2 separate regions of the Nomascus leucogenys genome follow, and region 1 is linked to region 2. A link is a contact called in public Hi-C data. All regions are on one chromosome and are shown on one strand. Each heading gives the region's core, a stretch centred on a gene start, on an enhancer-like site or on the middle of the called end of the contact. The rest is flanking DNA. Distances are from core to core; before and after follow the strand shown.

The links. Hi-C and Micro-C count contacts between places; a contact is called where the count stands out from the background.
Region 1: a contact with region 2 is called in a Hi-C map of a lymphoblastoid cell line, with 5 times the contacts expected there. The contact joins the promoter of NSRP1 here to the enhancer-like site in region 2. A contact is called at or near these places in 3 of 4 Hi-C or Micro-C datasets (a lymphoblastoid cell line and an unstated tissue).

What each region holds. Positions count from the first base shown.
Region 1 is chr19:36,393,650-36,397,351 of Asia_NLE_v1, reverse strand. It overlaps NSRP1 (nuclear speckle splicing regulatory protein 1), which reads left to right and starts at 2,033. Exons shown (of 7, transcript XM_003277079.4): 1 at 2,033-2,076; 2 at 3,279-3,372. The coding sequence starts at 2,057.
Region 2 is chr19:36,269,851-36,273,933 of Asia_NLE_v1, reverse strand. No RefSeq gene overlaps it. Among named protein-coding and RNA genes, the nearest start is that of SLC6A4, 14 kb to the left of the region's middle. Within about 2 kb of position 1,418, the one cell type or tissue checked has an H3K27ac peak away from gene starts, as active enhancers do. A contact at or near this core is called in a lymphoblastoid cell line, where this site is marked.

The DNA.
Region 1 (3,702 bases), core at 784-3,283, 120 kb before region 2:
TGACAATAGCACAAAACTAGGAGATAAAATGGAAGTATACTTTTCTAAGCTTCTTATACTATACACAAAGTGGTAGATTCTTACTTTAAGGCAGATTGTGATAAGTTTAAGACATCTATTAGAAACCCTAAAGCAACAGCTTAAATAACAAGCAAAGAAGTATGGTCAGTAAACCAACAAAGGAGGCTGAAGCATGAAAATCATAAGCTGAATCACAGTTGGGAAAAATAGGAAACAAATAGCAATCATACTTTTTTTTTTTTTTTTTTTTGAGGTGGGGTCTGGCTGTGTTATGCCTGTTGGCCTCAACCTCCCAAAGTGCTGGGACTGCAGGCCTGAGCCACCCCACCCAGCCTGCAATCATAGTCACTTTAATGAAAATGTTTTAAGCATCCAAATTAGATGGAAGAGACTGTCAGACTGGATAAAAAAGCAAGACCCAACTATTTTCTGTCAACAAGTGATTCAATTTGAATATAAATACACAAATAGATTAAAATGGGTTGAAAAAGATATACTATGCTAGCATTAATCAAAAGAAAGCTAGTTAATATTTGATAGCAGACCAAGCAGACAAATAAGAATAAAGGAATAAAGAGGGCCACTTCTTAATGCTATGGAGGTCAATAGAGGTTAATGCAAGAGAACGTAACAATCCTAAATATTTACATACCTAACTTCAAAATACATGACACAAACTGATAGAATTGAAAGGAGAAGCAAATTCACAATTATAGTTGGAGATTTCAACATCTTTATCTCGGTAATTGATCTCTTTGGCTGCTCTGAGACTGGTTGGGAATGAACCAAGAGTGAATGAGTGCACAGATGTGGGTAGAGTTTTCAAAAAGGTATCATATATGGGCCAGGCACGGTGGCTCACGCCTGTAATCCCAGCACTTGAGGAGGCTGAGGCGGGTGGATCACATGAGGTCAGGAGTTTGAGACCAGCCTGGCCAACATGGTGAAACCCCGCCTCTACTAAAAAAATACAAAAATTAGCCAGGCATGGTGGCGGACGCTGTAATCCCAGCTACTCAGGAGGCTGAGGCAGGAGAATCGCCTGAACCTGGGAGGCGGAGGTTGCAGTGAGCCCAGATCGTGCCATTGCACTCCAGCCTGGGCGACAAGGGCGAGACTCCGTCTCAAAAAAAAAAAAAGTATCATATATGATCTTGATTCCTATACCCAATGGCCCATGAACAGTATTATTAATAATTTTGGTCCTTGGGCCGGCCGCAGTGGCTCATGCCTGTAATCCCAGCAATTTGGGAGGCCGAGTCGGGCGGATCACCTCAGGTCGGGAGTTCGAGACCAGCCTGACCAACATGGAGAAACACCGTCTCTACTAAAAATACAAAATTAGCCGGGCGTGGTGGCTCATGCCTGTAATCCCAGCTACTCGGGAGCCTGAGGCAGGAGAATCGCTTGAACCAGGGAGGCGGAGGTTGCGGTAACCGAGTTGGCGCCTTTGCACTCTAGCCTGGGCAAGAGCGAAACTCCGTCTCAAAAAAAATTTTTTTATTTAAATAATAATTTTGGTCCTATGTAAGGTATTATTAATACACAGATTTTCATTTTTCGCCTAATTATCCTGAACCAGTTAAAGTGAACACTTGGAAGGGGGTAAGGGGATTATCGATAGCCATGGCAGTGGTTTTCAAGCTTTATCAGAATTACCCGCTGGTTAAAATTCAGATAACTCGCTCCACTCCAAAGTTTCTGATTCGGCAGGTTTGGGGCGGGGCCCGAGAATGTGTCATTTTAACAGTATCTCCGGTGATGCTGATGCCGCTGGTCCCAGAACCACACACTGCAAACAACTGGCCTAGAACGTTGTCATTCCTTTCTCCTACAGATTTTGAGGCAGCCGGTGGGCTCCGAAACAAAACAGAAGTCACTGGATCCAATTCCCAGCACCGTAGAAGTGACTCAAACCAGCGATTCAACCGACAAGCAGGATCCGGGCCACCCAAAGCCGCGCGAGAGTTTACGTGACGTCATCGGCGTCAGCGTCACGGAGGCGTCGGCCGCGTTCAGCGGACACGGGAGCAAGATGGCGATTCCGGGCAGGCAGTGAGTGATCCGGGAGTTAGGGTCAGGCTGGGGGATGAGAAACTACGGCGACTGTGTCTTTGGCCGAGGAGTTTTAAATGCGCTGGAAGTGAAGGGACTGTGTCGTCAGGGGTAGAGACGGGAAAAAACGAGAAGTCCTGAGGAACATAGATTCCCCTCCCCCGTAATTTTCCAGGATGGAAGCCCGAAGTTTGAGGGAGAAACTTGTGAGGAAATAAAGGAAGTTAGGCTGAGGGGCAGAGAGCGAGACTTTTCTATTTTCCAAAAGCTCGGTCTGAGGCCCCTCAGTCTTGCTTCCTACCCCGCGCTTGAGTTTCTCCCCGCTTGGATGCTCTCAGGGGCAGTGTGAAGAGAGACAGTTCCTGGCTTCCTTAGAGGGCCTTGTTCTCCTTGGCAGAAGCTCAAGTCCTGATTCCCGCCCTTCCTTGTCGTTTTAGGAATATTGTTCTGAGAAGCCACAGAAAAAGGGTAGGCATATAGGAAATTGGGGTATACGTTGCCGCAAAAGAGACAAATACTGTACGTACTTGAAAGTTTTACCTTTGATGTGTAATCCTTACTTTTGATGCGGCCTCCCGTGATCTCCGCATCTTAAAGGCCAAAACGTGAGAAACTAAAGGAGTTGGATCTGATGGGATGGTTCTCTCAGATGCTCCGAGGCAAAGCACGTGATCTTAATAAAGTGTAATGCGAACTTGCCCCATGGCTACTTGGGTTTCTCAGTTAATCTTTTAAAAATTTTCGGGAGTTACACTATCCAGTCAGTTCTTAGAAACTATGTAAGTACAAAGTAGGAAAAAAAATCTAGCCATTTTCTTGACTGTTTAGACCGCAAGGATAGTTGAAAGCATTTTAAAATCTTCAGTGGACATGAACTAAACTTTCCACTACACATTTTTTTTTTAAATGTTACTGTCACTTCGCCATTTTAAAACATTTCTGAACTTTTCATTTACTTCTCTGATAAAAATGGTATTCGAGTTTAGCCCGTGTCCACAAATGATCACTTAAGAGTAGTAATTATAGAATCTTACGGCATGTTAGAGTTTTGAGATCACTGAGAAGCAAAAACAGTCTATTATGTGTTCATAAAGCTTATGGCATGTTTTGATTTGGTAGCTTCATGTGGAAGAGGTAGTAGATGTGTTTGTTAACATTTAAACATAAAGGTTTAATTTCTATTTCAAAAAAAATATATGCAGGTATGGGCTTATTTTGCCAAAGAAAACACAGCAGTTGCACCCTGTTTTGCAAAAACCATCAGTGTTTGGGAATGATTCTGATGATGATGATGAGGTAAGGAAACCTATGTTTTACTCGTGCATGGTTGGAAATGTAAATTTTTTAAATATTGAACTTGTGACTCTGATACCTTTGCATTTGTTATTTGTCAATACAGTGGAGTATAATTTACAGAATTGTCGAAAAGGAAGGTGTAAAGAAAGCAGCTTCACCGATTTTTTAAAGATTTTTTTCCCTCTAAAAGCTGCAAACTTTACCTTTAAACAAATACACGGTCTTTTCAGACTACTGAAATTGTCATAACAAAATTGTTCGTGTAAAGATCCCTAGGTATGAGTTATTAAGATGTCACCAATTTCCTACAAATTTTTATTAGCAAAGCAG
Region 2 (4,083 bases), core at 169-2,668:
TAAAAACCCAACACTGATGCTGCCCACAGTTCTCTGTTTCATTAAACACAAGTCCCAATGTCACCTTCTTAGACATTTTTCCTATGTAACTGAGGGCAAAACACATTAAATATTTGATCTCGTCTTCCTACGATGAGAGTTAGCTAGCAGGCTCATAAATAATCCATTGACCTGGTTCACTTTTCTGGACAAAACTGATCGTAAAAATACATACACAAAGTCTTTGTAATGTCTGATTCAGAAATTCTACCCCTCTCGAATTCTTCAGAGTCCCAAATGGAAAAGGAACAATTCAATATGCAAAAGCCCCAGTTCAGAAGAAAATCTGCTCCTTAGCCCAAGACCCAAATCCATTCTTGAGCCCCAGAGAGCTTTTTTTCAAGAACAAGTTTGAATGCACACAATTTTCAAGCAAATGATGGTCATACCCTTCAACCACGTAGCACAGTCGTTGGAGCTGGAGTTTCACATACATTCTGAATGGCCCGTGAGGTGTCTGTCTGAGCGCGCCTCAGCTCTGACAGTGAAACCACCCAAGCGCACAGAGACTCGGCCCACTTAAGCGCCACTCAGAGATTTCTCTAGCTGTCTGGGCATTTGTGTCAACCAGAACTCTCTCTTTGCATAAAGCCACCTGCACGCGATGACAGCAAAGTAAAGATCAAACATAAGCCATGGGTTGAAACGAAAGCAACTTTTCCCAAATCGCAGGACAGCACTTTGCTCAAGACCCTCTTTAAGGGGTCTTTCGCAGGTCCTCAAGAGGTTGCAAAGCCTCTGCAACAATAGACAAAGGAGCCCCCTACGCCCGCCCCCCTTCGAGCACTCCACGTTCCTCGTCTCCCACTCTCGCCCGTCCGCTTCAGCTCTGGCTCTTGCTGAGCGTGGAGGGCGCAGGGGCAGGATCCGACGCCCACCGCTGGGGCGCATGCACGTCCTCGCCTCCTCGCAGGGCGGTGGGGCGCAGCTGTTCTATCCCCGTCCCCGAGGCGGGGAAGAAGTTCTGGAAAGAAACGTGGGTTCGAGGCGGAGAGGAAAAGCTTGACCCACCTGCCGGGCTGCGCGGGGAGGCTGGTCCCAGGCTGGGGAGGCGGGCGGGCCTCGCGCCCTCGAGGCACCGGGCGGCGCTGGCTGTGCGGAGGGGCGCCGGCGCGGCCGTATTTGTACCCGCGGGCCCTCACATGGTCTGATCTCTAGATAGCCGCCGCCAAAGAGCTCTTGAAGAATTTTTGCGTCACTTTGAGGCGAATAAACTTAATGCTTCCCCGCGGCCGCGGCTCGGCGCTCCCGCTGGATGGGGCTGCGCTCGCCCGGGAGGGGCCGCGCTACGGGGCGGGGTGCGCGCCGGACCCCAGAGCCAGGAGGGGAGGGACCCCCGACACACACACGCTCGCAGGGAGGAGCGGAGCGCGGAGCAGCCGGCAGGGCAGGGCCGAGCGAGGAATCCTGACTTTCCTGCTCTTTAACTTTGCGGGAGGTGGGAGGCTGCACAAAGGGGCGGGTATGCGCCTCCCCTGCCGCCCCCCGCCCCCAGGACGGCACACAGGGGTCTGCTGGTGCCGCTTCCTCTTGACCTCGGACACCTCCCCATCGCCCCCATCCCAAAACCTGGTCTCCCTTTCTTCCTGGGACGTAACAGTACTTGGTACCCATGCGTTTATCTGACTGCCCGGCTGGGATGTGAGCTCAGCTTAGAGGCCCTTGTCTAATTCCTCTCCGTCCCCAGAGTCTCACAATAAAGACTTCCACAATGAAGGAATGAAGAACTGGTTCTCATTTTGTTAACCAGCTACAGTTCAAAGCTGCGTCAAAAAGGAGCACAGTGCTTTGGGAGGCTGAGGCGGGAGGATAGCTTGAGCCCAGGAATTCAAGACCAGCCTGGGCAACACAGCAAGACCCCATCTCTAGAAAAAAAAAATTTTTTTAATTAGCCGGGCATGGTTGCTCGCGCCTGTGTTCCCAGCTACTCAGGAGGCTGAGGTGGAGGATCAGCTGAGCCCGGGAGGTCGAGGCTGCAGTGAACCGTGATCGAACCACTGCACTCCAACCTGGTGACAATTTGAATTGTCTGAAGGGGCCCAACGGCACCCTAGTGTTTTGACCCATGTGCATGTTGTTTTGATAATTTTTTCAAAAAGTTTAAAAATGGATTTAATGTTAATATCTTTTTTGCTAAAATTATTTAAAACTTTAAAAAGGGCACATGCAGTACTTGCTGTGGGTTGTCCCTGAGGCGGAGAGGAGAGGGCTCTACCTCTCCCCACGAGGAGGCCAGGAAAGATAGGAAGTAGAAGACCAAAAGGAAATAGCAGTGACAAGTTTGCAGCTCCAGAGAAGCCACCGCCCCTTGTACTTGGAGGAACTGACCCCTGAAAACTGTGCGGCCGGTTGGGCTGAGCGTCTAGAGGGACTGAGCTGGACAACCACGGGCAAGCGAGGGCGGCTCCCAGCCGGAGGGGTCCGCGCGGGATTCTGGTGCCACCTAGACGCCAAGGCGGGGACCGCAAGGTGGGCGGGAGGCTTGGAGGCCAGGATGCAGGGGGATACTGGGAGGGTGCAAGGGGAATGTTGGAGGGGTGCAGGGGGGATGCTGGGGGTGCAGGGGGGATGCTGGGGGGTGCAGGGGGATGCTGTGACGGGTGCAGGGGGGATAATGGGGGTTGCAGGGGAGATCCTGGGAGGGGTGCAGGGGGATGCTGGGGGTGCAGGGGAGATGCTGGGGGCGCTGCAGGGGGATGCTGGGGGGTGCAAGGGGATGCCGCGAGGGGTGCAGGGGCATGCTGGGGGGTGCAGGGGGGATGCCGCGAGGGGTGCAGGGGGGATAATGGGGGATGCAGGGGCGATCCTAGGAGGGGTACAGGGAGATGCTGGGAGGGTGCAGGGGGGATGCTGAGAGGGCTGCAGCAGGGACATTAGGGGGTTAGGTGTGGCATTCAGAGCAGCAACGCCAGGCGGGAGAATCGCCAACAAGCTTGGGAATTTCATCCCCAGGGGCAGCGCCTGCACGGGGGTGGGGGCTCCTCCTTTCAGATGAACACAGTTGTCTGCTGCCTCCCACGTTCCACTTCTTCTTCTTAAATGAGCATGTTTCTGCTGTATAGGCAAGGGCAACAGAAAACGGAAGGTGCCGTTTCCAGGAGGGCCAATGGAGGGGGGCAGGGACGCTGGGAAGAGGCGCCAAAGCGGAGGACGGCTGCAGGGGTGACTTCAGCGCTTGGCCACCAAGACCGGGTCTGTCCAGTGTGACTTCTTAACACTTCTTAACTATGCAGTCTCGTGAACTTGACCTCGCCACTTCTGGCCTTCCTTCTAGACTCTTTCTAGCCGAAGATGCATTCCTACCCAGAGCGCAGCCCCTCCCTATGGCACTGCCCTGTTCTGTGCGGGTGCTGCCCAGAGAGTGGGCACCCTGTGCACCTGGGTCAAATCCCGGCCCCCACCCTGTACTGTGGTGTGGGCTTGGCCAAGCTGCTTAACCTCAAGCTGTCTGGCCTTTGTGTCTCTGTCTGTGAAGTAGGGAGGATGATCTCGGTGGGCACTGCCCAGCTGTGGGTGGGGAAGGGGCCAACTCCTTGCAGGCCCTGTGCGCTGGGCCCTTCCTTCAAGGGGGTCTTCGACCCCTCCTTTCTCTGGCTGGGTGGTCCCATCTCCTCCCCTCTTGCTCCCTGGCTGCGGGCACCCGCCATTAGCAAATGACGTTAGAATTACACAGACGGCCCCGCCCTGGTTCCCCCTGCCTCCATGGCAGAGTCCGCATACAACTGGCCCAGACACTCCCCCTCTCTCTAAACAGGTGTTTCTCTTCCTCCTGCCCTGGGCACCATCCCACAGAGAGGCCAGGCCCACCTGCAGGTCCTCACCTCCACAGAGCCAGCCCCTCTCATTGCCACAAGCACCTTGTCCTTCCTTGGCCTCCCACTTCCTCCCTCTGAGCCCGCGCCCCGCTCCCCTGCCTGGCGGTCAATCGACCGCCCCTCCCCGCCTCCAATTCAGGTGGATAGTCTTCAGCGCCCACCACCGGGGAAGAGGCAGCGCCGCACCCGTGCCTCCCCCCACCTCTGGGCCGCTCCTTCCCAGCCTGAG